2 separate regions of the Canis lupus genome follow, and region 1 is linked to region 2. The links are chromatin contacts, called in public Hi-C maps. All regions are on one chromosome and are shown on one strand. The core of a region is the stretch at or near the end of the contact, and the rest is flanking DNA. Distances in the headings are between cores, read along the strand shown.

Region 1 (4,844 bases), core at 1,364-3,863, 190 kb after region 2:
CGCCCCAGATAGGTGGGCATGTGTGCTTTCACGCTTGGTTTACAGTATCCCATGAGATGTGTTGGCCAAGGATGGAGAAAGGAGATTGTCACTGACAAGGCCTTCATTCTGCGTTTCAAACTCCCTTGCACATATAATTAGGAAATCAAACAGATTATGGTAATTCAAGGCCCACTAAAGTCTTCTATCTACGAAATCGGGAAGACCCCACTTTTGTGAAACAGCCCATCTTTTCTGCAGAGGCTGACTGAGGTTCGAGAATTTAGATTAAAATCCCACCCAATTCACTTACTTCTTACCTCTGTGATTTGGGGCAAATCCTCAAGGCCTGTGACTAGAGAAAGTATAGCCTATGTTTCTTATTGACCTGAAAGGGTGATTATGAGAGTAAAAATTAAAATGTGATAAGGTTTCTGCAAAGGCTCTGGAAACTAGAAGGGATATTTCGGAGTGCCTGCCTGGCCCCTGGTTCATCGCCAGCAAATATTTGTGGAATTGGCTGCTGGAGGGAGATATGTGGGATGTCAGGCATGAAGCAAGCAAAACTGATGAAGAGATATTTTGGGCTTTATCTTTGCTTGCTCTCTTCAATTATTTAGTCTGTCCAGACATGAAACTGGCTTCGATTCCCCTCAGCCACACTCTCTGCACCAAATAGCCATCCACACAGGGTACACAGTAGACCAGATTCTCTAATATCATCATGGCAGTCTGAGCCCATCCACCTGTGAGGGACCATGTCCCAAAAGCTTATTTGTAATTCCTCCTAACATTTATTTCCATACTTTTGGAGGCCAGTGTAACAGCCCCCTGCAAACCTAAAAGAAAAAGAAAGGGAATATCCAGATACATGTAATAACTTCATGGTGTCCCTTCTAGGCTATAGTTGGATTAAGTTTGCCATAATCTAGAATGAAACTTTAATGTGCGCAGAACCGCCGAGGGAGCTTGTCAAGTGTGAATCGGATCCAGATGGTCTGGATGCAGAGTAGGGTCTGACATGCAGCTCTCAGGGGAGCTGCTGCTGCTGCTGGTCCTCAGAGCACACTTGGAACGGCAAGGCTGTACCCCATCACCTCTGTGTCACATCCCTTTTGTCGCCCTGTGATTTCACCCCCAACAAATTTGGTGCTCCCTCTCCTCCAGCTGTTTCCACTCAGGCCCTCTTTCCCAAGCCCTTCCGTAGATCCATCTGGATCATCCATCTTCTCAACTCTTGGTCACACCCACAGAACCCTGTTTCTCTGAGGCTCCAGTGGATTCCTGGCTGTTCTTTCTTACTCACTGATGACCACCCTCACAGCCCCTCTCTCTGTCTCAAGTCCTGTCATCATCCTGGATGTGTTCACAATTCCTGGATGGTCCCTACCACCAGCTTTCCTGGTTTTCCATCTCTAATTTACTTAATCACTTAATCCAGAGATCACTTCCTATGACATATTTTTTTAAAGGTTTTATTTATTTATTCATAAGAGACACACAGAGAAAGAGCCAGAGACATAGGCAGAGGGAGAAGCAGGCTCCCTGCAGGGAGCCTGATGTGGGACGCGATCCCAGGACCTCGGGATCATGCCCTGAGCCAAAGGCAGACACTCAACCACTGAGCCACCCAGGTGCCCCCCCAGTGACCATGTTCTTGACCTGGAAGTCAAACTACCCTGTCTCTCATAAGAGTATTTCAGAAAGGCCATAGTGACCATAAATTCCTAGGCTTCCTCCTCCTTTATTCTTCACCTCTCCTTTTGCTGAGGCTGTGAATTTTCCAGATTCCCTGCAGCCTGGGCCCTGTCTCTGCTCTCCCTCACCTCCTCCCCACCTCCTTTTTTTTTTTTTTTTTTTTTTAATTTTAAAGTTGTTAAAGACAGCAAGAGAGCATGAGCAGTAGTGGAGAGAGGCAGAGGGAGAAGCAAGCTCCCCATTGAGCAGGGAGCCTGACTCAGGGCTCGATCCCAGGACTCTGGGATCATGACCTGAGCCAGAGGCAGACGCCCAACAGACCAAACCACCCAGGCAGGCCGCCTCCTCCCTCCTTAGGTCTGACCCCTGCCAAATGCACCTCCACACCACACAACTCTCTTTCAGAATGTAATTGAAAGGAAAGGAATTAAAGAGCCAGTCATAAAGCAAACGTAGTTTCTTCCCATGATTGCCCTTATAGATCACCCTGAGCGGGGAGTTTCCCTCAGCTGAGACCCCTGGCCACCCCCACAACGTACTGCTCCCTCGCAGATCAGGAAAAGTGCTCCGGTCACCTTCAGGTCTCAGGACGGGCTCAGGTTAGTAATTAGCCCTGCCCAGTCCCAAGGAATACTAAGAACGGAATCAATCAGACGGAATCAGCACGAGAGGGGGACGTGGGCAGCTTCTTCTCTCTTCATGATGCCAGGGCCGCCTCCCTCTTCCAGGTGCAATCTCTGGCCCCTCCAGGATTGGGGGGTGGGGGCGGGAGACAGGAGGGGGCCAGAAAGGTTCTACTGACTAGGTGGTGAGGAGCAGTGGCTGGTGCTCTCAGGGCTGGCCAAGTGTTCCCAGTGGGTTCCTGGTCACAGGGCTACTCTGAGACTGCAGATACCCAGGGCCTGGGGAGTTGGAGCTGCACTTTAGCTCCATGATCTCCTCACGGACTGGCCACTTGAGGCCCCCCCTTAACTCTGTTCTTGGGGGTTGAGCCCTGTCTCAAGAGATACCTTCAGTAATGGCCTTTTGGGGCAAAGTCCCTTTGCGGAGGTTCCAGGTCAATATGCAGCAAACCCTCCTTGTCTGCGCTTCTGTTTCACTGGTAAACACGTACCTTTGACCTGCTGTCAGCGGAGGGAACTTGCTTCCTGAACTGCAGCCTCTCCGTGGTTGCCACAGGCAGCTTTAGTCACACTCCTGCCCTTTAGATTTCCTAGGCAAGGGGCAGACGCCAGTCCAAGTCCCACCTCCAGGGACACATGTCAACTGCTCCAGAAGACCTGCCACCCTCTTGCACACTGTGGGGCCTTGGGGTGAACCCCACACCATCCACCCACCTAACCCTCCTCCTGCAGGTCCTGGCCTCATGCTCAGACTCCCCAGCCTCTTTCACAGGCCGGGGCTGGGTAGCCAGCTGGGTTCTCAAAACCAGTCCGCAGCCCCGTCCTTTGCGCGTCCGGCCTGGCCCGGTAGCCTGCCCGTCTGGAATCCGGGAGCACCTGCGGCCTACTGTCTTGTCAGGAGCAGGGTCCACAAAGTCTGCGTTAATACACCGTGACGGCAGCTCTTCTTGGGGTAGCAATGCCACATTCGTTCTGTAATTCACATTTCCTGCCCTTCTAAAAGATCATCTGCACAAAGTCTGAGTGCACGTCCATGGCATACAACACCTGCCACAGCCTAGTGGTTCTGGGATGGAGCCTATCAAAGGGCTTTTCTGCAACCCTGATTTCTTGAGCCTCAGCCTGCCCAACTCTCCACACCAAAGGTCTGCCTGGGTTTACTCTCAGTGTCGCCTTTCCTCACTTTTTGCTGGGAAGAAAGTACTTCCTCAGTACTGGCTTCCCCAGGAGCCCAGGCAGGCTGTACTTGGCAGCTAAGCAGAGGCTGATGGTCCAGGCTACACCTGCCACAGCCTGGGCACTGCCATCATCTGGCTGCTTCCCAGGCTCATGACCACTGTTCTCTCTTCTTTGTGTCTCCTCCTGGGTCTTGAATCAGTTTTACACAATCGAGGCAGGCTTTCTACCAGAAGGACCCCACCCAAGCTTGGTGCATCCACTGACGCCCGGGCCTCAGGCAAGGGGCCCATCTCCTAGGGCAATGAAGTCTCACAAACCAGGGGGCAGGATTTAATCTCTCAGTTCTGGAATCTAGAAGGCAAACATCAAAGTGTCAGCAGGCACATGCTCCCCCTCCTAGACTTTGGTGGCTGCTGGTGGCCTTGGGCATTCCGTGGCTCCACCTCAATCTCTCAAACTGGCCTCAGCCATCATATGACCTCCTTCTCTGTGTACACCCCTGTGTCTTCGCATGGCCTTCTTTTCAGTACACTAGCCATTGGCTTTAGGGCACATTCTGTTCTGATGTGGTGTCATCGTAACTCATTAAATCCGCAAAGACTGTATTTCCAAAGAAGGTCATATTCTCAGGTCCTGGTGGATGTGGATTTTGTGGACACTATCCCACCAAGCACAGGGGGTACTGGAGGAGTAGGGGCAACCTGATGAGGTAGGAAATGTTATCCTCAGATGAAACGATCATAAAGGGTCTTTCCTCCCTCAACAACCTCACCTTTCTTCCAACATGGATCTAGGTAATATTTATCTTCATTTTGGTTTGCTTTATCTTAGCAGACAAATACTCCATGAGGAAAAGAAAATGTATTTGTGACCAGTAGGAGACCCAGTGGCTTCATCCACACTGAAGACTGAATCATCATCTGAACAGGTCCCAGCCATACTCCGTGTGACACTCAGGTCTCCAAAGGCCAGCCCAGGACTCTCTCTGACTGTGGCCTTATGTATATATATATATATAGAAGGAGTGTTTGGGACACCAAAACATCATTTTTGACACAGAATGAAAACATAGCTCTTACTCCCTAAGCTCCTTTGGTGTTAGAAACAATATCTGCTTCATTCAAGTTCTTTTGCGATTTGACATAGTAGAGGGTGACATCCCTGTCATCCAGCTCCCCGAGTCTACCATTCTGACCTCCCCCTGCCCCAACTGTCCATAAAGGCCCCAGTCTAGGAAATGAAGGAACAGCGGAGGCTGAGTTCCTACCTGCGCTTTCAAGCTTGGGGTGGGGGTGAGGGAGAAGTGGAGGGAACGGTGGGGACCATGGGCAGTAGCCGTGAAAGTTCGAGTGTAAGAGCCTCAAG
Region 2 (4,638 bases), core at 1,516-4,015:
GTTTTTTTTTTTTAATATCTTTCCTACAAATCAAAGACCTAAGCTTACCCCTTTACTTTCTCAGAAGTGAGGTTTCTGCCTCAAAAAAAAAAAAAAAAAACACCACGTGGTAGCACGATTTGTGTGAATGGTTGGTTGGTTTGGATCACCGAAGGTGGATTGTACACAAAATGGGTCATAATAGGTGGTCTAATATGAGGCCTGGCACCATCCACACAGCATCTTTGGTTTGTTTGTTGTTTGTTTTTTAAGGTTTTATTTATTTATTCATGAGAGACACAGAGAGAGAGAGAGGCAGAGACACAGGCAGAGGGAGAAGCAGGCTCCATGCAGGGAGCCTGATGTGGGACTCGATCCTGGGTCTCCAGGATCTCGCCCTGGGCTGAAGGCGGTGCTAAACCGCTGAGCCACCCAGGTGTCCCTCATCTTTGGTTTTAAAGCAAACAATTTTTAAAAAATAAAATAAAGCAAACAATTTGTGTACATGGTAGTAAATGCAATAGTATAAAAGAGCTTCCAATGAAAAACAACAGCCTTTCCTCTTGCTCAGCTCTGGTCCCCTCTGCAAAAACTCTGGTTTCATGTGGGCTGAGATCATTGGCATTTCCTTCCACTGCACTCTTAGTATCTCTCTTCCTAGATTACCAACTTTTTTTTTTTTTTTAAGATTTTGTTTATTTATTCATGAAAGACACAGACAGAGAGAGGCAGAGACACAGGCAGAGGGAGAAGCAGGCTCCAGGCAGGGAGCCCGATGCAGGACTTGATCCTGAGACCGCGGATCACGCCCTGAGCCAGGGGCAGGCGCCCAACCGCTGAGCCACCCAGGTATCCCCTAGATTACCAACTTTAGTCAATATCGATTGATTCCACAGTTTGAAAATAAGCATGTATCTCATACTACCCTCCTCTTCCTAATGTTCAATAGCAATAATAGCTTTTTATTTTCTCTATTAGAACTATATGTTTATTTTTCAAATAAGGACTCAAATTTCTATTTTTTAAAATCGTTTTTATTAATATTTTATTTATTCATGAAAGACTAAATCGCTGAGCCACCCGGGGCTGCCCAAATTTCTATTTTTTAAATAGAGTATCCATGCATTTCCTTTTCTAGAAAAGGAAGATATTCCCCCTTCCCATTTTGGGGGGACCAATACCTTGCTCTCTTTTTTGTTCCACTTTTCCTCTGCCTTTCATTTTTGTCAGCACCACTTTACCACCAACAAACTGTTAATGTTTACATTCTGTACTGCAACCACAAAATATTCTTTTCTACTCTGTGTACAGGTTGACTTTAGAAGCTAAAAGCCTATATACTTTCTTCCAAAGTGTACAGTGTGAATGGGGGAGCGGGTAACTTTACAATGGAGAAGCCTGGCAAACACTACCTCAGCCAGGTTATCAAGGTCAACAAGAGTGGTAAGTTGATAAGTCATGTTGATAGTAGGCTTCCTTGGTTTGATGTGACAAAATGGCATTTTACCTTTGCAATGTTCCCTGCAAAACCCATAACCCCGATCTAATCATAAGAAAAACATTAAACAAATCCCAAATGAGGGACATTCTACAAAATACCTGTCCAATACTCCTCAAACCTATCAAGGTCATCGGAGACAAGGAGAATCTAAAAAAACTCTTACAGCCTAAGGAGACAGGATAACTAAATGCAATTGGAATGGAAGACATTAGGGAAAATCTAAAGAAATCTGATAACATATGATACAGTATTAACTAAAGTTAATGATAAGATATCAATATTCATTCATTAATTATAACAAATGGATAATACATAAGATGTTAATAATGGAGGAACTCTCTATCTTTACATTTTTCTGTAAATCTATAACTCTTTTAAAATATAAAGTTTATCGGGACGCCTGGGTGGCTCAGCAGTTGAGCATCTGCCTTTGGCTCAGGGGGTGATCCTGGGGGTCCGGGATCGAGTCCCACATCAGGCTCCCTGCATGGAGCCTGCTGCTCCCTCAGCCTGTGTCTCTGACTCTTTCTGTGAGTCTCTCATGAATAAATAAATAACATCTTTAAATAAATAAAATCTAAAGTTTATTAACATATAAAATAATGGAAACAAGCCAATATGCTACATATATTTTATGATCGATACGAACATTGTTCAATATTAATATGCTAGGATGACATTTCCCATGAACTCACTGTTATAATCCCTGGGTCTCTCAAATAAGGCTATTTCTAACATCAAGGTCAAATAGCTTGCCTCTTACACTCTGTTAATTGCTTATATTCATGCCTGACTGTAGTTCGCTTCATGTGTGGCCTCTGACTTTATTGTTCAGGATTTGCTTTTTCCCAAGTTTTCCAATTGCCACTTTATCTTGCATATTCTAGCCCATGGCACTTTCTGCCTCACCCAACCATAACGGTCCCCTTTCACTTTTTATCTTTCAGATATTTTTTTTAGATGTCTACTCTGTGGGCTTCTATCCCTTCTCCTCACACACTTTTTATTTTCATACTTGTTTATGTTTTTTCCAGTGGAGTCTTAGCAGGGAGGTAAGCACACATAGGCTCACTCTCCTGTCTTGAAAGAGAGGCTTTTTTTTTTTTGTTTAAGCTATTTAGAAAGAGACTTAACTGATTTTTTTTTTAAGATTTTATTTATCTATTCATGAGAGAGAGAGAGAGGCCGACTCCCCACAAAGCAGGGAGTCCCTTGCAGGACTCGATCCCAGGACCCTGGGATCATGACCCAAGCGGAAGGCAGATGCCCAACCGACTGAACCACCCGGGAGCCCCATTGAAAGAGAAGCTTACTTCGTCTTTTGTAGTTTCATCTGCAGTCCTGATGAAGAGTGAACTAGCTGAGATCGGGCTTGAAGAAAAGAAAGTAGCTTTTCCTCTGAGAAAACACCAAATGGATGACACTGGTGCTGTGGGAGGGCCCCGGAGGGCCCAGAGCCCCTGGGATGGGAGCAGCACCCTGGCTGGGGTCTCCCCCATGGTGGAGCCCTGGCAGAGGCAGGATGGAGAAGGAGGAGTGTATCCCCGTCAGTCACCCAGCTGGGCCGCCTGGTCAAGGAGGCGGGGATCAAGTCCCTGGAAGAGATCTGCCCCTTGCCCGCCATCAGGGAGCCTGAGATCACTGACCCTTCCCAGGGGGCATCCCTCCCGGATGAGGTTTCGAAGATGACGCAGCCCCTTACTGGCCAGCGATCGGGGTTCAAGGCGTCTGTTGCCGTTGGAGCTCACACTGGAGACGTCTGGGGGTAAGTGCTCCCAGGGCGTAGCCACCGCCCCCCGGGGGGCCACGAGCTCTCCATCATCCCCATGGAGCCAGGCGACCAAGGGCACAAGGTGGCCAAGCCCCGCTCTGTCCCAGACGAGGTGCCCCGGCCCTGTCCCCAGAGGGCCGGCCTGGCCCCGTGCCCAGCAGCTGCTGATGCCAGCCAGGCCTGACAACCGCACTCCTCGGCCAGGGGCTGCACTGCCGCCCTGGGCAACTTGGCCCAGGCCCGTTGCCACCATTCCCAAGACCCACAGCTCTCTCACCCCTGACCTCTGGAAAGACACGGTGATCACCAAGGAACTCACTGGCTGTCTTGTAGAAATCCACAGCAGAGTGTCCGTGCAGAGGCCCTGGGCGCCAGCTGTGCCATCACATAGTCTTATACAAGAAAAATAAAGTGGGGGCACCTGGGTGGCTCAGTCGGTTAAGCAGCTGCCTTCAGCTCTGGGCATGATCTCAGAGGCCTGGGATCAAGCCCCGCATGGGGCTCCCTGCTCAGTGGGGCGTCTGCTTTCTCCCTCTCCCCCTGTTTGTGCTCGCTCTCTCTCGCTCTCTCTCTCTCTCTCATAAATAAAATCTTAATGAAAAAGAAAGTGAATTAAATCCTGTTAAAAAGAAGGAAGGGAAAAAAAAAAAAAGAAGGAAAGGAAGGGAGGGAGAAAGGAAGGAAGAGAAGCATACAGAGTCATACTCTGGCCAATATGTAGTCCTTAAGGAGAGATAAATAGTGCATTGGCTCAATCACTGGCCTTCTTGCCACCAGATGTTCCCAGAAGCACATTGTTCTGACCAATCAATCCTCATACTTGTTTTTAAAGAAACACATGAGTGTAGAAAAGTGAGTTGTTTTTAAAGGAAGGTGCCCAGAGCTTCTAAAACAGACCCCTACGAAAAGCACATGCCTGTTTGCGTGGTCTTGGACAAAGGGAGTGCAACCTATAACAAAGAATTACAGCAGAGAGTCCCAGTTGTCAGGCCTAAAGGGCATTGGAAGATCATCTAGCTGTAACCCAAACCTTTGACTTTTCAGATGAGGACAAGGGGGTATTTCTCCAAGGTCACTTAACAAGTGGAAGCCATAAGGCTAGAAAATGGGGAAGGTTAACTAGAGGAGCTTTCTGACACACGCCTCATGCTGAGTCTACTTGCTGTTTTCCACTCGCTTCTCTACAATTTCCACCCCTCCAACCACATCCTTTCAGAAACTCTAAAAAGAGGTATGGAGAGAAGGGCAGGATGGAGTAGGAGGATAAGAGGACGGCTGGAGCCGGGAAGGGGTCTGTACCGGTTTTTTTCCAGGGATCTATTTGCCCTGGCTGGGATCAGTGGACAAAATTACTAACTCCGAAGACTCCCCCTTCTTCCTTCGCTTC

Evidence for each region. A called contact is a pair of places that touch in the nucleus more often than the background predicts.
Region 1: a contact with region 2 is called in a Hi-C map of skin fibroblasts, with 3 times the contacts expected there. The contact joins the enhancer-like site here to the promoter of LOC119872360 in region 2. A contact is called at or near these places in 5 of 9 Hi-C or Micro-C datasets (amygdala, blood, liver and 1 more).

The regions. Positions count from the first base shown.
Region 1 is chr6:59,347,863-59,352,706 of UU_Cfam_GSD_1.0, forward strand. No RefSeq gene overlaps it. Among named protein-coding and RNA genes, the nearest start is that of LRRC8C, 150 kb to the right of the region's middle. Within about 2 kb of position 2,614, at least 4 of the 20 cell types and tissues checked have an H3K27ac peak or open chromatin away from gene starts, as enhancers often do.
Region 2 is chr6:59,161,120-59,165,757 of UU_Cfam_GSD_1.0, forward strand. LOC119872360 reads left to right here and starts at 2,766. Exons shown (of 2, transcript XM_038538912.1): 1 at 2,766-3,245. The coding sequence starts at 3,166.